2 separate regions of the Pan troglodytes genome follow, and region 1 is linked to region 2. Evidence: chromatin contacts called from public Hi-C data. All regions are on one chromosome and are shown on one strand. Each heading gives the region's core, a stretch centred on a gene start, on an enhancer-like site or on the middle of the called end of the contact. The rest is flanking DNA. Distances are from core to core; before and after follow the strand shown. Region 1 holds the start of KCNJ2 (potassium inwardly rectifying channel subfamily J member 2). Region 2 overlaps LOC107969310 (a long non-coding RNA gene).

Region 1 (4,232 bases), core at 1,594-4,093, 560 kb before region 2:
GAAATTTTACCATTTCTTCCTGGAAAGAGAAAAAGAGGAGTTTGGGGCTTTTTTTTTTTTTTGGCAAAATGAAAACTTTTGCCACTTCAAATAGATATGCCTCCAAACAGATTTATGTGTATATGCAGGTGCACACACATATATGTATTCAGACTTTTTGTGGAGCTGATTACATAGCTAAAGTCTAGAACCTGTCAGGGTTTGATGGGGTAACGGTCTTAATGTTTCATGGTAAAAATTGCTTTTACTGTTAACCTGCCCACATGCCTGAGCGACTTTAAGCAAGCAAAAAACTTCCTTGCCCGGTCCTCTCACTAGCAATTACCAATTCGTGAGCAGCTGAGAAAAGCTATCATTAAAAAAACAGGGCTTACATGCAACTTTATTTCAAGCATATATTCAAAATAATGTTTGAGATGCAATCAATGAGGAGTAGATGAGAAAACTAAGTGATACAAATCCAGAGAATTGAAATCTGATTTGATGAACAATGTGTAAATCTCCCTTCCAGCCAAAATATTTAAGGGTCTAGATGTAAATTTCATGGACACAAATAATCATTTTTATCCAGGCCATAACCCATGATGTAGAAAGTATTTTTGGGAAATTGAGAGGTTACATGTGGTGCTGTTCATGTTAAGACTATTTATAGGCTGAGCCAAAATTAAGCATAAGCAATGGAAAAAAATAGTTCAGCGTTTTAAACTTAGGTAGATGTTAAAGGAGAAAGAGCTATGGATAAATGTAAGGTCAAGGAGATCACATGGTACAAATGAGGGATCTAAATTGCTTTGACTATATAGGTAATACTTCCAATATGGCTTATAAATAACTAAAAAAAAAAATCAAATGAGAGTAAATGTGTCCTGTAATATGGTCATGGTGTGCAATGAATAAGAAAGTTTCTAAGGATAGGAAATAAAGGTAGCAAAAGAAAACATACTGGGCTGAGAGACAGGTCTGCTAATGAGTGTTTAGAGCAGCTATTCCCCAGCTGACGCCATATAGAACAGCCTGAGTGTGCTCTGGGCACATGTTGCTATGTGAGCACAACTGCTAGGAAAGCAGCCTCTTAGAAGCTCAATAAACATGAGGCAGGAGGAGGGGGAAGTGGGGAGGGGAGGGGGATACCCATCTATCTACGTGTGAGCCCCCTGTCTAACATTTATACTCAACGACACTTGGCTTGTAGCACTGCTCAGCATTTGCATACGCTGAAAAACAGACATGTTTGGTAAATAAAAATATACACTTAAAAAAATCTGAAACACTCAATCTGTGCAGGTAGCTGTTTTCAATCTTTCAGGCTACGCAAAAGTCATACAAGGACGCTACAGCTAACCAGAGATTCTACAACTCAGGAGTCCAAAGGATGTAGAAAGACTGTGTTCTTTTATTTTTTTTAAAAGCAAAATTCACATGAGTTTAGATCAAATATTTCTTATGGAGACCAAGAACATTAAAAAATAAAGTGTCATTAAAATATGAGAGAGGAGGAAGCTAAGTAAAATGGCCTTGACCTTATCCTCACCCTTTCCACCATGCTTCAATTAACATCTCTTACCCCTTCTGAGCACCAGGATTTTTCCAGATAATGGCAAATAGAAATGAAACATTTGGAAGTGAGCAGGAAAACGCTAACAAGTGTACAGATAATGTACAGCAGACACACAACATTGGTTGGCGAGAGGAAATCTGGCAGCCTATTGATTATTAATGTGAAAAGAAAACAAATGGTAAAACGCAATATGGTTTCTTTGCATATCCGAGGTTTTCAAATAACACCTTATTTCCTAACAGGTAAAATCTGAATTTATGAAAATCGTCGGAACTCACAGCCTTATCCTAGTGATCATCCTATGATATCCGTACCCAGACACAGACATTAAACTGCCCATTCCCTATCCCTATTTTTTTTCCAATTGACATGATGAATCCCTGCTATGATGCAATCTTTTTGCAGAATCAAGTCGTTTTGACTATTTTGCTTTCCTAAAACCACACTGTCTTCAAGCCAGGTATTAATACCATTATTACTGAAAATAACAAATTGGTTAGGGGAGAGTGATATGTAATGTGAAAGTTTTGCGATCCTCAGGCTCAAATCCAACTCGGGCTCCCGCTCTTCTTTCAGGAAGGCAACTTTGAGACACTCACTCTGTTTGAAACTCACAGCTATACTTGAAGCAATGACGAAAAAAAAAAAAAAAGCCAAGGATCAAGAATAGTGCTGAGTCCCAAGCTTTGCCAAGGTTTAAGACCAGGGCTCAAGACGCACCCCCAAACCCGCAACCACGTTTTCTTTCTTTTTTTCCCCACTTAGAGTGAGAACCGAACACAGACGCTCTCGCCCTTGCCTCCAAACCCAGTATCTCGCTACAGCTGGTGCATTGGAAGTTATGAGCACAAACAGATGCTGCAGAGAAATCTGTTTCTATTGCTCAACTGTTCCAAGCATGTCTCAGTATTTTTAGCTCTGGGGATGTTCTGGTGCGCACACAAACTATATAGGCATGATCTGGGACTCCGTTGTGTGGGTGAGCGCTACAGCAGTGTGACAGCTGGGCACCTCTGGAGCAGCGGGGCAGGGTAGGGTAGGGGACGGCGGCCAGAGTCCATTCCCCAGGACACACCGGCAGCGAGCGAAAAGGAAGAAAACACAGCAGCCCTTACCTGTTGCTGGCGCAGGAGCATGGGGACATGGAGTGGAAGTGGGGGGTACAGAGGCATGTAAGATCCAGTGGTTTGTAAAAAGCGAGTGAGCCAAAGCAAACCAGAATTCCCAAGACCCAGCCCGCCGGCGCCGGGAAGGCTGCGCGCTGGCCAGGGCTCCAGTGCGCTCTGCAATATCCTGGGCTCTTTTGAGGCGGTCCGTGCGACACCGGCTCTCCTGGCCCCGCCCCCGGCCGCTGCCGGCCAATCGCAGCGCGCCTGGCCGCGCGGCCGGCCCCGGGAACCGCGACGGGGAGGGGAGGATGCTGCGAGGCGTTGCCAGCGGAGGGAACCTGCCGCCGCCTCGTCCCCCCTCCACCCTCGGAGCCCGGCCGGGGAGTCGGGCCCGGGCCGGGGAGGAGGAAGTTGCGGCCCAGCTGGGACAGCAGCAGGTGGGAAGCTCCGCGCCCGGCTGTTGCGGCTGCCTGATTGCAGCCTGGCCTTGGGCAAAGCTTCCTACTCCGTCTGGAGCCCCACACACTTCCCGGTTCCCCCGCTCTTGGGCCGCTTGCCCTGCGTGCTCCTCGAGGGGCCTGCGAGGTGCCAGCGCCGGGTAGAGACCTTTGCCGCCGGGGCAGGATTGTTCGTCGGTCCCGGCGCGTCTCCCTCTCCACTCCCTCTCTGCCGGAGCCCCTCGGCCCTTAGAAGCCCCCCGCGGAGGCTGCAGCGCCCGGAGAAGCCACTGAGTCAATGGGGCGAGGGACTGGGGCGGGCGCGCAGAGCCCCCAGGATTGAGACGCGCGCAAGTGCGGCCACTGCAGCGCCGCTTGGCTGTTTGTTCTCCCGACTGTTCGCGAATTACTTACAAGGCGCCTAGGCTTCTCTGAAGGGTGGACGGCTCGTTCCCTCTCGCCTTGTCCGCCCTCAGTCTCTCCACCACCGCCCGGCACGCTTTGCTGATCTAAAATCAGAACAATTAGAGAGTAATGATTTTTTTTTGGAATAGCAACTCCTACAGACACTCAGATCTGCCCTCGCTTCAGCGCCTCCCAGCCCTCCTTCCCAGCAGCCAGGCGAGAGCGCGCAGACCCCTAAAAAGCAACTTCAGTGTTAACCGGGTCTGGATCCTGGAACTTTATAAACTAATCCGTGTGTGTGTGTGTGTGTAAACCGAAGAGTAAGTGCCTATTATTTCTGAGTACTTCGGTGTCCTAACGAAGCTTTGCTTCTAAAGGACGGGATATATTTTAGGAGTCTTTCTTTCCACTGAGTTTTTTAAATGTTTATTTTCTCGAGCGATCAAATGTGTCTTTTGTGCAGTTTATTTAAACCTCGTAAGGCCTCCTTGAGTCGCTGAACTAATTCAGCAAACTAGCTGGTATTGTGGACGGCGCAGTCGGGGTGGATTTTTGTGTGTAGGAGAGGTGAAACTGACAATTCAAGGAAAGGTTCTGTGCGAGTCCCCACCTCCCATCCTCATATCCACACGTGGCCCCTAGGAGGTGCTGGTGAAATATCCTTGCTTAGGTTTTGCAGATCCGCACTTACTCCTGCCTTACCAAGTGTGCCTTTTTTCTTAG
Region 2 (4,205 bases), core at 554-3,053:
GCATTTGGCTAGCTGAATCAGAGGAAACAACTAGAAGCTGAGGCAGATGGTTCACAGGCAATATGCTATAATGTCTTCTTACAAATATGTAGTTATGTATTAATAGGTAACCTCTTGGGGAACATGGACAAATATATCATTTTTTGCAATTCTCAGTTTCTAATACAGCTCTGTATGTTGTTGGTGCTCAATACCACTGGTTTCATATTTGTTAACTATCTCATACTCTATTCAAACTCATATCCTCATATCTTTGGAATGTGGAAGCAGACACAAACAAGAAGCTTAGCAAGGAGCACTGACTAAATACCAAGTACTGCATCAAGGGCCAGAAACCCAGTGATAAATAAGATGAGTATGTTGTCCACCATTTCTGAGCCTATTACTCCTCTGAGTTTATTGTGGCCCTTTCTATCTAAGTGAGGCTGAAGGCCACTCCTGTAACAGAAGTAAAAGTTGAAATTCTCAACTCCGTGCTTCTTCCGTGAAGCCCTCCATCAGTAACATGCTAACAGGTTGGAAAAAGAGTTGACAAATATGTACACTGGTCAGGTAGAAGAGGAGACATGGTAAAAGAGGAGTAAAGGAGAATGGTATTCTTTCTCAGGTAAAGAAACTATCTTCAACAAACTCCTTTGACAGTAGGAAAGAGGGTGTATAACATGGTATTGAGTGGAGGCAGAAATATTAACCTAAACCAGAGCTACTGGTGCTGAAACAAAGATTCTAGCAATTCTGAGACCAATGGAAAAAAAAAAATTTTTATAACCCGTCTGCCAGCCTGTAAGCCTGTTTCCACTTCAGAATTAATTAGTATCAACATTTTACCAGCCAATATGTCTCAAAAAAAAAAAATCAACAGTGTGCTCTGCTTTTTTTATTGTGCAATAAACCCCTAGGGATTACAGATATATTTATACCACATCTTTCAGGACAGTTGGAAATATTAACCAAAAGTACGTACCTAATGATTGTTTTCATTGTAATGCATTTGTATTATTTTCAATGAATGAAATTTATTAAATGACTATATAAATGTGATATGTCTATATATAAAACAAGTTCCATAAGCATACATAAAGCAGAAAATTTTGTCAGACTATTATATTCTGACTTAGGCATGGTCATCTTCCACTTGTAAGATTCGTATCTCCTATACATAAGCTAAATGACTCTGTAGAAGATTATCTGGTCAGAAGATGTGACTAGAAATTCATAAGTGTTCTATCTCTATTAAACCTGCCTCACTGACACAGCCCACTTTTGTTCTCTCCTATTCTGCAAGACTTCGAAGGCTGGTTTAACATTCTTGTGTTCTCAGCTATATAATTCTGGTCTTTCCACCAAAGCAGTTTTATTTCCTGACAGTCACTACAGCTTATGAAAGCCAGTGCTATTGGGAAAATATTCCAAATGCACAGGTTATGTGGTTGTGGAAAATAGGCATTAATGGAAAAGGGACTGAAACCAAGTTCTCTTCCGATTGCTATTTTGGAACTTCTGGTTTTTCTGTGGAGCTCCAAGTCAGTGGTGATTGCAAAACCAAAGAGACCAAACAGAATATTCAAAAAGCAAATGACCAGGAGGAGTTTATTTAGAAAATAGATAAATACAAATTGTGCTTTATGGGTTTTCATGTTTATGTCAGAAGGAATGGGTAATGTTGGACAGTCTGAAAGTGATGCTGTGGAATTTCTGTATTTCTCTTTTGTTTCAAATCATTCTCCCTGTATCTGATACTAAACTCTTCAGAAAGGTTTCACAGCTGTGTCCTTTGGGCACAGGGCATGTTCTGACATGCAGAGGATTATCTTGTGCAGCCTGTGGCCGCCAGCGCCACCTAGCTTCTGTATACATTTCCTCAGCTCAACAGTTTTCCAAATTGTTCAATTAAATGAGCCAGTCTTCCATGAGAGCTCAGTATCGGTCTCATAGATTTTGAATGATGAAATTGAGGACGCGAGTTGGAACAGCCAAACTGCTCTGAATGGTTGTCAGGTAGAAAGACATGTTCTCTAAGTCTGTGGAACTTTAGGTAGGATTGACAACAATTCTCAATGCATTCATCGCCTGCCTGTCTTTTATTTGACAAACCTTTGTGTGCCAAGCAGTTAGAAAACGTGCATAGAGACCCAGCTTCTGAATTTTAACCACTATGTTTCAAATTAGGGAGGATTTCTAAGAAGAGAGTCTTTGCTAGGCTCACACTCAGGGACTGCTTCCCAATGAAGGAGATCAGAATATGTCACCCCAAAATATGCCGGCATAAGAATTATTTTGAGCTGGGGGCAATTGAGAAAAAGCAGACACAGAAGAGCTCTGCCGTCCCCCTCTGCTTAAAGCAGGGCATAAACTTCCCCTCGTGAAGGTGTTAAAAGAAAAACTTTAGACAAATTAGATTTAACCATTTAATTAAGCTCATGAATCAAGCAGCTCCCAGAAGCAAAATAGGTTCCCAGCGACTCTTGGGCTGCCACATGGTCAGATAACATTAATCGACAGGAAATGGAAAGTGAGGTTCAAAAAATAGAAGTGAGGTACAGAAACAGCTGGATTGGTTACAGCTCAGCATCTGCCTTATTTAAACGCAGTTTAGACAGTTGGCTGCCTGTGATTGGCTGAAACTCAGCTGCTGTGATTGGCTAAAACTTGGCTACTTGTTTCAAGAATAGGTTATAGTCTATATTTCCACAGCCCCTTGAGTTACAGTTCACTGTATATGGAGAAACCTTAGCTTTAGGCTAAACAAAGGTGTCCCCCACCCTCCCCTATTAGAAAGAGGAGAACAACCCTTATCAGGAGATGGAGATAGCACCAAGATGTGCTGTGTAAGCAAACTTTAGTAAATAACTCTTGTTTATTATTGCTTTTCCTCATAAATTTACCTTCCCACCATTCACCACCCCTGGAAGCCCAAACCCTCTTTCCTCTGTCATAGTCGCTTCTCCCCAGGTTATCGTCCTTTGCTAAAATGGTATAGATGCCCTCCAGTTTACCTGCTTTTTGGGGGGTTTTCACCTCTTTTCTATGAAAACCCTGCCCACATAAGAATATTAACATCACATACAATGTGTACAATTTTCTTCCATTCATCTATCTTTGTCAGTTTAACTTGCAGGCCCACCCTCAGAATATAAGAAAGTAAAGAAAAACTTTTACCTCCCATACATTTAGAGTCAGTGAATGATTGATTACTAAACAGAAGAAAAGTTAGAAAATCTAGGGAAAATGTCATGAGGTCATTTGCTCTGTCTCAGAATGTCCTTCATTGTTCTGATGTCACCTTTGAATGGAGTTTATGATTCTTATCTCCTTAAAAGATAACAGAGATCTCATCCAAAGAATCATATGCTTCTATCTTTGGGCTAACTTATGACTATAATGTGAGAAACAGAGGAGCACAGAATCATGGGTCAGGCTCATTCTTTGTAGATGAGACCAATTGCTTCAGGGCATGATTCGGTATACTTTAGAGGCAGTGGGTGTTTGAAATATATAAATGAAATCGACACAGATAAATAGAGCAGTTCGACAAATAGCCTGCTTGGATTGTCTAGAAGTCCTTTTCATTTTGTTTTATTTTGAAAGCCAGGACAATATGATTACCAACTATTAGTTTAATGACGAAATCTTCCAGATGGTTATGTTGATTAGAATGATCAAGAAATTAGAAGCTGTTCAATCCTCATAGGAAGGCTTCAGTGGAATAGACTCCCTGCTGCCTCCTGTAGACTTGGACTTATTTAAGGAAAACCCTACGATGACTAGTTTCCAGTTGTAGAAATTGGAAGAAGAAAGAAATAGCACCTGCAAGCCTAAAAGTTCTCTTCCTTCCAATGAAAAAGCAGCTTAAACCTGTCCAAAGTCATGTATGTTACCTCGGCAAGTAAAATTTTATCATTCTGTGTACTGAGTGAGTCTTCTTCCCCTCCCAAGAGGCTTTAACTATAGAACCTTTAGGTTTTTTTTTGTTTGTTTTTTAAGAAGGGGGTCTAGCAACAACCTCAAGTTCCAGGATAGTCATTCTTTACTGACAAAGGAAGCAAAGATGAAAGTCCAATTAAAAGCCCATGAAATTTCCATCATGTTTCTTTGAATTGAGTTTGGAGTCTTTGGAATTCTCAAAATAATTCACATGAAGATCTCAGATGCCAATGTATTTTCTGACTCCCTTCAAGGTAGCCATATGAGGAAAGGCAATGAGT

What was found. A called contact is a pair of places that touch in the nucleus more often than the background predicts.
Region 1: a Hi-C map of stem cell-derived neural progenitor cells shows a contact between it and region 2, with 3 times the contacts expected there. The contact joins the promoter of KCNJ2 here to the enhancer-like site in region 2. A contact is called at or near these places in 1 of 7 Hi-C or Micro-C datasets (stem cell-derived neural progenitor cells) and 1 of 1 datasets of contacts at active chromatin or transcription factors (stem cell-derived excitatory neurons).

The regions. Positions count from the first base shown.
Region 1 is chr19:83,143,958-83,148,189 of NHGRI_mPanTro3-v2.0_pri, reverse strand. It overlaps KCNJ2 (potassium inwardly rectifying channel subfamily J member 2), which reads right to left and starts at 2,843. Exons shown (of 2, transcript NM_001428081.1): 1 at 2,674-2,843. LOC134806912 reads right to left here. Exons shown (of 6, transcript XM_063800075.1): 5 at 2,674-3,513.
Region 2 is chr19:82,581,974-82,586,178 of NHGRI_mPanTro3-v2.0_pri, reverse strand. All of the region lies in intron 3 of LOC107969310 (a long non-coding RNA gene), which reads right to left. Among named protein-coding and RNA genes, the nearest start is that of MAP2K6, 190 kb to the right of the region's middle. Within about 2 kb of position 1,803, at least 6 of the 24 cell types and tissues checked have an H3K27ac peak or open chromatin away from gene starts, as enhancers often do. A contact at or near this core is called in stem cell-derived neural progenitor cells, where this site is marked.